Regions from separate parts of the Anas platyrhynchos genome. Here region 1 is linked to region 2. A link is a contact called in public Hi-C data. All regions are on one chromosome and are shown on one strand. The core of a region is the stretch at or near the end of the contact, and the rest is flanking DNA. Distances in the headings are between cores, read along the strand shown. Region 1 overlaps LOC101790147 (a long non-coding RNA gene). Region 2 holds the start of WTIP (WT1 interacting protein).

Region 1 (5,060 bases), core at 1,270-3,769, 97 kb after region 2:
GTTGGACCTTTACGCCTTAACTGCGTGCAGATCTTCTGAAGTCCTTGCTAATGCGCATGGAGCTCAGTGTAAAGCCTATAAAGGTCCTTTAAACTGTCTTTATCTGTAGCTTCAGAGCAATAAGTAGTTTCTGCACATGAACTTCCAAGGTACCTCCAGACTGACCAGCTCACGTGAGGTGGGACAGGCAACATTATGGATCAGAACGGATGCAAGAATGAATCTTAACCTACTAAGCTGTGGCCTTGGGCCAGTGGCAGTACCACACACTTGTTTAAAGACTATCCAGATAATTCAGGAAAGTAATGGTGCTATCATCAGCAGAGAACTGAATCTCTCAGGTACAGCATCATTTGTCATTGAACTAGAATTTGTTATAAGAAGCTGAATAGGCAAATGGTTTATGAACCATCACACGGTTACACTGGGAAAGAGAGCATATGGCCCATAGTAACACACACCCCAAAAAGCACTGCAGCTCCACAAGTAAGTGTATAGAAATCATATAAGTAGTAGCAATTCATAGGAATGAAGCTAAGCTGAAGCTAAGCGTTATATGAAGAGAAATACAAACTCTTTCTCTTAGAAGACCTCTCATACTGTCGCAGGACATTTTGCCAAGGCTTGCACACATACCAAAAAGACTTCTCCACAATTTGATAATGGCTACATACAAGCTGACACCAAACCTCAGAGCTGGAGAGAGTCAAGAGATGGACAAAAGGACTGAGAGCTGCATTTTGAAACCTGAGCCTTTCTCTAATTACGCAAAACAAGTTTCCAAAGCTGAGATTTCTAAAATAAGTACGGCTCAAAGCACACAGAGACATTTGTTTCCAAGTCTTTTTGTGGATACCATGGATGTCTAGCCTTCTAACATATTTTAAAGTTTTGAAGGGAGACAGTGCCATACAGCAGAGCGGGTTCCCGACAGCTGAACAGATAGCTCATTTGTGCAACTCTGCCTGGAGTGAGGGTGCAAGCACAACACTCAACACTTCTGCTCCTGCCTTCTCTCACTGTCTTTCTTTGAGCAACTTGCTTAATCCTAAGAAATCTATCCACTGAGCTGAAATAGTGGTATCCATCTGCCAGTATCACAAGAAATAATTTGTTGACGTCTGTGTGCTGTTTTGACTCTGTGGTGATGGACACTAGAGAAACGTTTAGAAACAGATGTCTGTGGAGGGGGAAAAAAAAAAACACACCTGTGAATGTGTAAACATGTAATATTTAATACGTTTATAAATCCAACCCTGTATAGCAGAGACCTTCTAGTTAGTAAACATAAGAGATGGTTTCTGAACAAACTGAACTACAACACAAAGTCTGTGTGATATTTCCTCACAGAATTCAAACACAAGGTCTATACTTTCCACAACAGTATCAAAGCAACGCTTGTGAGACAACCAAGAGGACATTTTGTCCTGGACATCTCTTCCTGAAAACATACCTCTTAAAAGAATAAAGTCAGTCGAGGTGACATAAGGACTGTACTTTAGCAAGCCTCAAAGTTTCTGTGAAGATTAACCAAAGTCAAGATCTCCTTCCCCATTAGCAGAGACCCTCTAATAGCATATGTGAGAATCACACAGCAGATAGTTAAGGAGGAGGGATTTCCGGTATGTCAATACAATTTTAATGTTATTAGGAAATGTTAGAAGCAAGACTCACAGGAAATGTCTGTACACAGCAAAGCCTTGATCCGTATTTCCACATGGGGGTGGCTTTAGGCACCACCATGCTCCTGCTGCTCCATTCCTAAATACCAGGATTCAGAGAGCAGCGTCTCGTGGAAGTCAAATGACACTACCATTACCTGCAAGCTGTCCCTTCACTATCAGCAAAACATAATGTCACCCCGCTTACATCCTTAATCAAGGCTTCAAAACTGGCTGGGTAATAAGTGCATTTACTCTAACTTACAAGTAAGGTACAACTTCAGGCTACTAGAAGTGATTCATCTCAGTGAACCAAAAAATAAGCAAATAGTAAGGGAGTGCCTGGGGTGAACACTTCTGGGCTGCTTATCTGGGACAGTTTTTAGCTACAGTTAGTTGTTGGTACATTTTTGTTATCATTCCACACCACTGTTTTCCTCAGTTAAGGACAGCTGACAAAGTCTTTCAAGGCACAGTTGAGACAAACCACAAATTTATCTTCTGTACAAAATTTGTTGCTATTATTTAACATCTATTTTCCTTATCGTCTGTCTTGCATTAATTCTTGTCCCTTCCATAGCTTCAGGTTCAGTCTATTGGAAAACCGTTAGCACAATAATTCCTATCTCACTCATTTCCCAGCAAGGAGGAAAAACATTTCTTCCTTGAAGTTTCCAGTGGCAGTTACTGGAAGGATTACATGGCTTGCAGGAAAGAAGTACGCTTGCACACAGGCAGAAGAACTACCAAGACTACTCCAGCCAGTAGTTCCCGAAGAGCAGGTGAGCAGCATTTACTCCTACTGAGATCACTCTCAAAACTCTCAAAGCCATCTCTAGATCTACTGATCAGTTCAACTCAACCCTGACCAGAATAAATCAAGGACAGAAAGCCTCTTCTGTGGCAACTACAAAGGTCTTTATCTCGTTGTTTGTTTGTTTGTTTTCTTTTTCTCTGATGCCACAGCACATGGAACACAAGTCCTACAGAGTACAGATATTCTGGCACAAATCCTCTCCACAAACAGGAATGGCCATCAAAATGCACAAAACAGTAGATGCTGGGGACTTCACTGAGAGGTGAGATCCCCATGTTCAAATCTTGCCAAACTTCAGTGACCTGGAGTGAAAAATCTCTGCTTTGACTCAGACATTGCATGTACTTGGTTTCTCATATCCCAAGTGCAAGCAATCTTTTTACTACTAGTGCTTCTTCCCCTATCTCACTTGTCCCAGGCATGTTCTGGCACAGTAATACATTTCAATTAGATTTTGTTCAGCCAAGAAATGCCTGACAATCTCTAATCTTAGCATTTATCTGCTCTCCTTATTCCCTGTGGTTGTCCTGTGTGAGAAGTTATTGTCTTGAAAACAAAAGCAAAGAGCAGAATATTTATGACACTTACGAGACTAGCAAATTCATGAGTTGCTGAACATGGGGAATCACTAGATAAAATCCACAATGCACAAAGCAAATCCACAAAATGCACAAGCAGAGTTTGTGCAAAAAATCTTTGTTTTAATGCTGGGAAGAGCCTTTTACCGTGCAACTTATCATGAACTAATGGTAACCTCTGAACCAGTGCAGCAGGTATATTTTCTGCACAAAGGGACACTACCAGACACAGACTCACTGTGCCTTCAACACTATTGATACTTTTTTATCCATGCAAATAAGTACACTGTGTTAAAAATAATAATAATAACACATTCTCTCCATATTTTCCTAAAGTGTACCTTCTTATGAGCAAATTACTACCTTGCATAAAAACCAGGTGAAACTTTAAGTCTTTTATCCAACTTTCACGTTTACATGACCATTTTCAGGTACTGATACGCCTCCGCTGAAACACTGAAATCACCAAAATTCAAACAGCAGAAAAAAAAAATAATACTACATCTGGTAAACAGAGAAACATAACAAGTGGTTACATTTACTGCAGAAGAGTTTGGATATAAGTCTCCCAAACAGCAAAACGTGAAAACACCTTGCATTCAAAGTACAGCTGTTTTGCTTTTCAGTAAGAAATAGACTTTTAAAGCTAAAAATCCTGTTAAACATGCAGGGAAAGGTTTGGCAAGACAGATTGTTTTCCATCATTAGATGAAATTTTGAAAGCTGTTTCCTAGCAGAACATTTCATTGCACATGTTTTGGACACTTTCATCTGACTCTCAAGTCAACTGAGATCACTGCTTGCATCTCTTATGGTTAAAAGAGAAATTGCAGATTTCTGAACATAAAAATAGCTCTCCTTTCCAGAACAAAACCAGGGTTTCAGAGGGAAAAAAAAAGTGCTAAAATAGTTCACAGGAGTGAATGCTTTTTTCTTTTTTTTCCCCCCAAAGAAATAAATCCTTCATATATTTACACTTGCACAGTGGTTTAATTAAATATCAAAAATATCCCTTAAATAAATAAATAAAAATAATAGTTTCTAGAACATTAAAAAACCCACTCTCAATGTTTAAGTGTTCAGTGTGAAGACTCGCAATACCCACTACCTAAGTTAATTTCTAGAAACCTACAGGTAGGACTTTATGGTTCACTGCATTCATTCAAGGACAGTATTCTCTTCCCTGAGGACATACTGACGCGTCACAAAAAGAAGAGGACACAGCACGTTTACACTGCAACATAATGGACGTTCATACATCAGTGCATTCCTTGCCCAGCATTGAGTTATTTGGGACAATTCTACAGAGAAAGCCACTGTGTCCCTTAGAAGTTCATTGACTCCCACCACAAAACACATCTCATCTTGGAAATGAATCATGTCTCTGAGAGGAATTGAGTGGCCACAGACTGCTTTGTTGGATTGGAAATCAACAGCAGAGCAGGTAACTCTAATGAAGGGCTCTATCTAATTCCCATTAGAAACAACTACAACAACAACAACCTCTTAAGTACACTGTGTTGGTACTGCTTCAAGGCATGAGAGAAATAAGCTGCTCTTCCAGGGCTAGGAGCCCTCCTGTGTAGGGGTGAAAGCAGCAGCTACTTCCTCACTGACATCCAGGACACTACATGGGATCTCTCCCTGTCCTGGGGGTGGCTTTAACCACAAAACCTATCTGAGTAACTCCTAAGTAACAAATTTGCTCAGAGCTTTCAGCAAAGCAATAGAGAGTGCTTGAAACACATTCCCTGCTCAGTGCAAAAAGAATACAGTCATCTTCCAAAAAAAAAAAAAAATAGTTGAATGAGTTTATCAGAAACTTCCCTAGGATCATGGAGAATCATCTCAAGTTCAAAACTGCAATTTTCCTGGATCTACTGTATTTTCTAGTAGTTATGCCCTATTACGAAATTAGAAAGAAAAGGTGACAGAAACTCAGTTGGTCCAGAGAAAGCAACGACGGAGAAACATTTCCCAGTAATTACTTAATTCCTTTCACAT
Region 2 (4,828 bases), core at 1,733-4,232:
GTACCACTGCAAACATATTTATTTCACCCATGTGGGCTACATCTGTGGCTATAGTGTGGATAAATGTTATGTTCATTATGTGTATGACAGGAGTACAATTTACTGGAGAAGAGCGGGTCTGCAGTATTGCCCCTGCTGTAGGGCTGAGACAGGAACACTGTGCAGGAATACTCTGGCCCAGGGCTGCAACAGACTTGACTGGGCCTTGCTTTGAGGATTTACTTATTGAACATAAGCTTTCAACAGTAAACATAAGTGATTTTTATTGTTTGATCCAAATTGCTTACTAAAAGGGGCTATTTCCGTAGATTCCCCAGACTCTCTCAGTCCCCAGTATGTTTTTCCCATGAGTTCATACTAAAGAAAGCACGTGCTTTAACTACTTACATACCAAGAGGCTTACTGTAGGAACTTGCAACCTGCTGCAGCAGCAGCATCAGACTGTGCTGGAGGCAGAACAAGGGCTGATTTGTGGCTTAGAAGACAGAGCTATGGGAGGACAACAAGCTCCTCCACTTGAGCTTATGCTTCTGACTTCACACACCATCAGCTCTGCAGTTCCCACTGTTTGGCTCCTAAAAACAGATGCTCAAAATCTTTCCTTGTGTGAGCACACAGGCAGAGACCCTCAGGATATGCTCGACACACCCTGTTTGATTAATAATAGAGTTACCTACTGTTGAGAAACAAAATTAAAAAAAAAAAAAAGAGATACAATAAATTAGCTTTTCTGTATAGGTGCTCTGATGGCCTAAGTTCCCAGATTGTCCATGAGCCTTCCCTAGATTCACAAGAAGACAACCTAATAAAAACTGTCTGTGAGTAACCCAGAGCTAGTCAGAGGATGGATCATCCTAGCAAAGGCCCCAGGAACCAGAAATGGAAGAGCTCAGCACCCACGTGCTTGAAGGCAGCCTGTGAGATGCCCACTGCCCTTGGTGAACTTGGTTCAGGAGTCCCTGGCTCAGCACCCAAGTTAACTGGGATTTCTGCACATGCTGCAGAAGGAACCTCTGTTTGTTCTTGGTGGGTACGTGCCCACACCGCACAGCTCACAGCATTATCAGTGGAGGACACAGCATCATTTAGTGGAGGACTTATTAGTGTTAGGTCAGAGGTTGGACTCGATGATCTTGAGGTCTCTTCCAACCTAGACAATTCTGTGATTCTGTGATTCTGTGATCAGTGTCTTTGTCAACAGCTTCACCAGAAAGCACGAGGCTTGAACGGGGCAGGAAAATGAAATGCTGCTGTGATCCAGGTCAGCGCCATGGCACCTTCACCAGGAGGCTTCTGTTGCCATTGCCCAGGGCCCATGCTGTGTTGTTTGGAACTGCAGCAGTACATGCCGGGATGTGCTACAGCGAGAGGTGCTTTCAGCTGTCACGCACCTGCAAAACAGAGGTAAGACGTACCTTCTGGGAAGTAACCTCTGGAAGCACGTGGTGACACCAGCAGAAAGCGTAATGAGACTGCTGGAGATGGGAAAACGTAGCAGAAAAGTTGTTGACTCCCAAGATGGGTTGCATCTGTACACATATGTTCACATCAAGAGTGAACAGCCTCTTCCATGTCTAGCAGGTTTGCTTTTCAGGGCTGGTTTTGCACATTTAGATGGTTTGCTAGATTTTTATTTATTTATTTATTTATTTATTTATTTATTTTTTGCCTGCCATCCTGCACATGCAAACTAATAGATTGCCAATCAGTTGCCCTCCACAGCTGGGGACATTTTCGAGTACGCAGTTGCTTTTAATGTTTAATTAGGTATGATAACAGGATAAAATGTTCTTGGCAGGAGCAGAGCACCTGCAGCACAAACTTGCAACATATTTCTCTCGTTGCATCGACACCACTCAGGTGCCTATTGCTTGGGCTGCACCAGTGTTTCTGAGATCAGCACTGATGCTTGTCAGGGAGTTGTACTTATAAAAAAAATAACTGTAGGCTACCGTTTCACATCGGAGGTCTCAGCTCAGCAGCCCGTTTGGTGGTGTTTTCTGACAGGCTGCTGTGTGTATACAAACGTAAATGCCAAGCAGCGCAGCGTTTGTTACAGGATCAACAGATAAAGCCTTCGCGAAGTTGCACAAACAGCAGCACGCTTTTTTCAAGCTCATGTCAATTCACAGATTGCTTTGGGCCACGGCGCGTTCATCGCGTCTCGGTATTGCTTTTATTTATTTATTTATTTATTTATTTATTTATTTATTTTGAAACGAAGCCACAGGGAGTGCAAGTAGCCCTCAGGTGCCGGGGCTGCGGCACAGGTGGGAGCCGCTCGCAGCCGCCGCGCCTCAGCCCCTGCCCGCGGGGGGCGCGCCCCGGCCGAAAGTTCCAGTCAGGGCCGAGAGCGGGAAACGGGGCCGCGGCCGCCCCCGCCCGGCACCGCGACCCCCCCCTCAGCGCCGGAGACTCCCCTCAGCCCCCGGCCGAGCCCGGTGGCGGTGACAGCCCCGGGCAGCGGCGCTCGGGAGCGGGCCGCGCTGAGGGGAAGCCGCCGGCCCCGCCGCCGCGGCCGCCCTCTCCCCGCCTGACTCGGTGCAAATCATTGTTTGGCTCCGGCATTAACTACATTCCAGCGGGACGCAGCGCCCAGTCTCCTTCCTCGCATTCCTGCCCCACACAAAGGAGTCCCTGCCTCGCCGCGCCCCGCGCCCCGCCGGCCGCCCCGCGAAGCCCCTCACGGACCGGCCGCCGCCTTCGCCCCCGCCCGGGGGTGCGGGCCGGAGCCGCGGCCCCGCCGCGGGGCGGCCGGCCGGGGGCGGCGGGGGCAGGGAGCCGCCGAGCGCAAATTCCTCCGCGCAGCGCGCCATTGACTGGACCCAGCAACTTATTTAAGGCTGGAAAGTGACACAGGGGCTCCTCGCCTCCGCTCGCCGCCCGCCGCCGGGCAGCCCGGCCGCACCGAGCCGCACGGAGCCGGGATGCCGCTGAGGTGATCGCCGCGCAGCCTGCTCGCAGCCCGGGCCGCCCGCCGGGGAAGGAGCCGCGTCCCGCCGGCTGTGCCCCGCCGAGGAGCTTGCTTTTGGGGGCGGGTTTTTATTTTTATTTTTTTTTGCTGTTTTATTTATTTTTTAATCTTTTCTGCTCCGGACTGCGCCTTCGCAGAGAGTTTCGCCGGGCTCCGGCCGAGCATGGAGAAGTACGAGGAGGACATGGCACTGAAGGCCACCAAGCTCCTGGAGGACCTGTCCCTCTACGAGCCCTGCCCGGAGGCACCGTACGGCCGGGGCGGCCGCCGGGACCCGCCGCTCCCCCCGGACCTGGAGGAGACCAAGCGGGTGCTGGCCGCCCACATGCCGGCGGAGCAGCGGGGCCGCAAGATGAACGGCACCGCCGCGCCGCCGCCGCCCGCCGAAGCCTTCCCCTTCCCCGCCGCCCCCTGCGGCAAAGCCTACCCGCCCGCCGCCCCGCTCCGCGCCGCCAACGGCCGCGCCGAGCCGCCGCCACCGGCCGCCGGGCCGCCGTGCTGCGAGGAGGGGCTGTGCACCCGCTCCGAGGTGGCGCTGCCCTGCTACAGCGGCTTCCCCGACAAGGGCAAGCGCTACTCGGCCGAGGGCTACCGCTACGTCGCCGCCGGCGCCTACGACGGCGGCTACGTGGCCAAGGGCGGCGGGAGGGCGGCCGGGGGCCCCGACGGCAAGTACGGAGCCGCCAGCCCCCGGGCCAGCCTGGCTCCCGCCGCCGCCTCGCCGGGCCCCGGCGCCGAGCACGGCAAGTTCTCCAGCCCCCGCTCCAGCCTGGGCGGCGCGGGGTGCCCGCTGCCCTACGAGAAGTTCTCCAGCCCCCGCTCCAGCCTGGTGGTGCCCGGGCAGGACAAGTACGGCAGCCCCCGCGGCAGCCTGGTGCAGTACGACGGCGCGGCGCTCAGCCCCCGCTCCAGCTACGCCAGCACGGCCAGCGACACCAGCAAGCACTCCAGCCCCCGCGCCAGCCTCACCAGCTACGACGGCGGCGGCGGCAGCAAGCCCAGCAGCAACCGCACCAGCGGCATCAGCATGGGCTACGACCAGCGCCACGCCAGCCCCCGCTCCAGCACCGCCAGCCAGTACTCGTGCCCCACCAGCCCCCGCTCCAGCTACTCGGACTCCAGGTACGGCCCGCCGGGCGGCGCCGAGCTGGACGGGGCGGCCGCCGCCGGCATGGCCGTGGCCAGCCCCCGCTCCAGCCTCTGCGGGCCCCCCGAGGGCCGCGGCGTGCAGGGCGCTGCCGTGGTCAGCCCCCGCTCCAGCATCTCCAGCCAGAGCTCGCGGAGCTCCCGCGGCTCCATGAGCGCCTACCCCGAGCTGCAGCTGCCCTCGCCCCGCTCCTCGCTGCTGGGGCCCGGCCTGCAGGAGGACTGCGCGGTGCCCGAGCTGCCCGACGGCTACCACAAGATCCACGCCCAGTCCCCGCCGCGCCACGACCCGCAGCACCCGGCCGGCGGGGCCGGCCCCGACGCCGCGGCCCCCTACGCCTACAGCCCCGGCAAAGGCTCGGCCTCGGCCCCCAAGTTCAAGCTCCCCTACCAGGTGACGCCGAGCCGGGACAGCGGCCCCAGCCAGGCGGAGAGGAGGCTGGAGGCGCTGACGCTGGAGCTGGAGAAGGAGCTGGAGATGCACATGAAGAAGGAGTACTTCGGTGAGTGACCGCTCGGGGAGGTAGGGGGTGCGGGGCCTGGAGGGGGCGAGTGGCTAGATGGTGATGGTGTCTGGGGCCTGCCTGGAGCTGGGTGGATTTAGCTCTGGGGAAGGTGTGTGATACCCAGAACTGCTCTGGGCCAGTTACCCACTGAAGTCTCTGGTCATTGCAAGACAAAGCTGTTTTACCACAGATACTGTCTTTC

What was found. Hi-C and Micro-C count contacts between places; a contact is called where the count stands out from the background.
Region 1: a Hi-C map of small yellow follicle shows a contact between it and region 2, with 3 times the contacts expected there. The contact joins the enhancer-like site here to the promoter of WTIP in region 2. A contact is called at or near these places in 6 of 8 Hi-C or Micro-C datasets (F1 follicle, liver, skeletal muscle and 2 more).

The regions. Positions count from the first base shown.
Region 1 is chr12:9,952,067-9,957,126 of IASCAAS_PekinDuck_T2T, forward strand. The region is part of intron 1 of LOC101790147 (a long non-coding RNA gene); the gene reads right to left. Among named protein-coding and RNA genes, the nearest start is that of GPI, 76 kb to the right of the region's middle. Within about 2 kb of position 2,520, at least 3 of the 8 cell types and tissues checked have an H3K27ac peak or open chromatin away from gene starts, as enhancers often do. A contact at or near this core is called in F1 follicle and small yellow follicle, where this site is marked.
Region 2 is chr12:9,855,053-9,859,880 of IASCAAS_PekinDuck_T2T, forward strand. WTIP (WT1 interacting protein) reads left to right here and starts at 2,983. Exons shown (of 8, transcript XM_038185530.2): 1 at 2,983-4,623. The coding sequence starts at 3,138.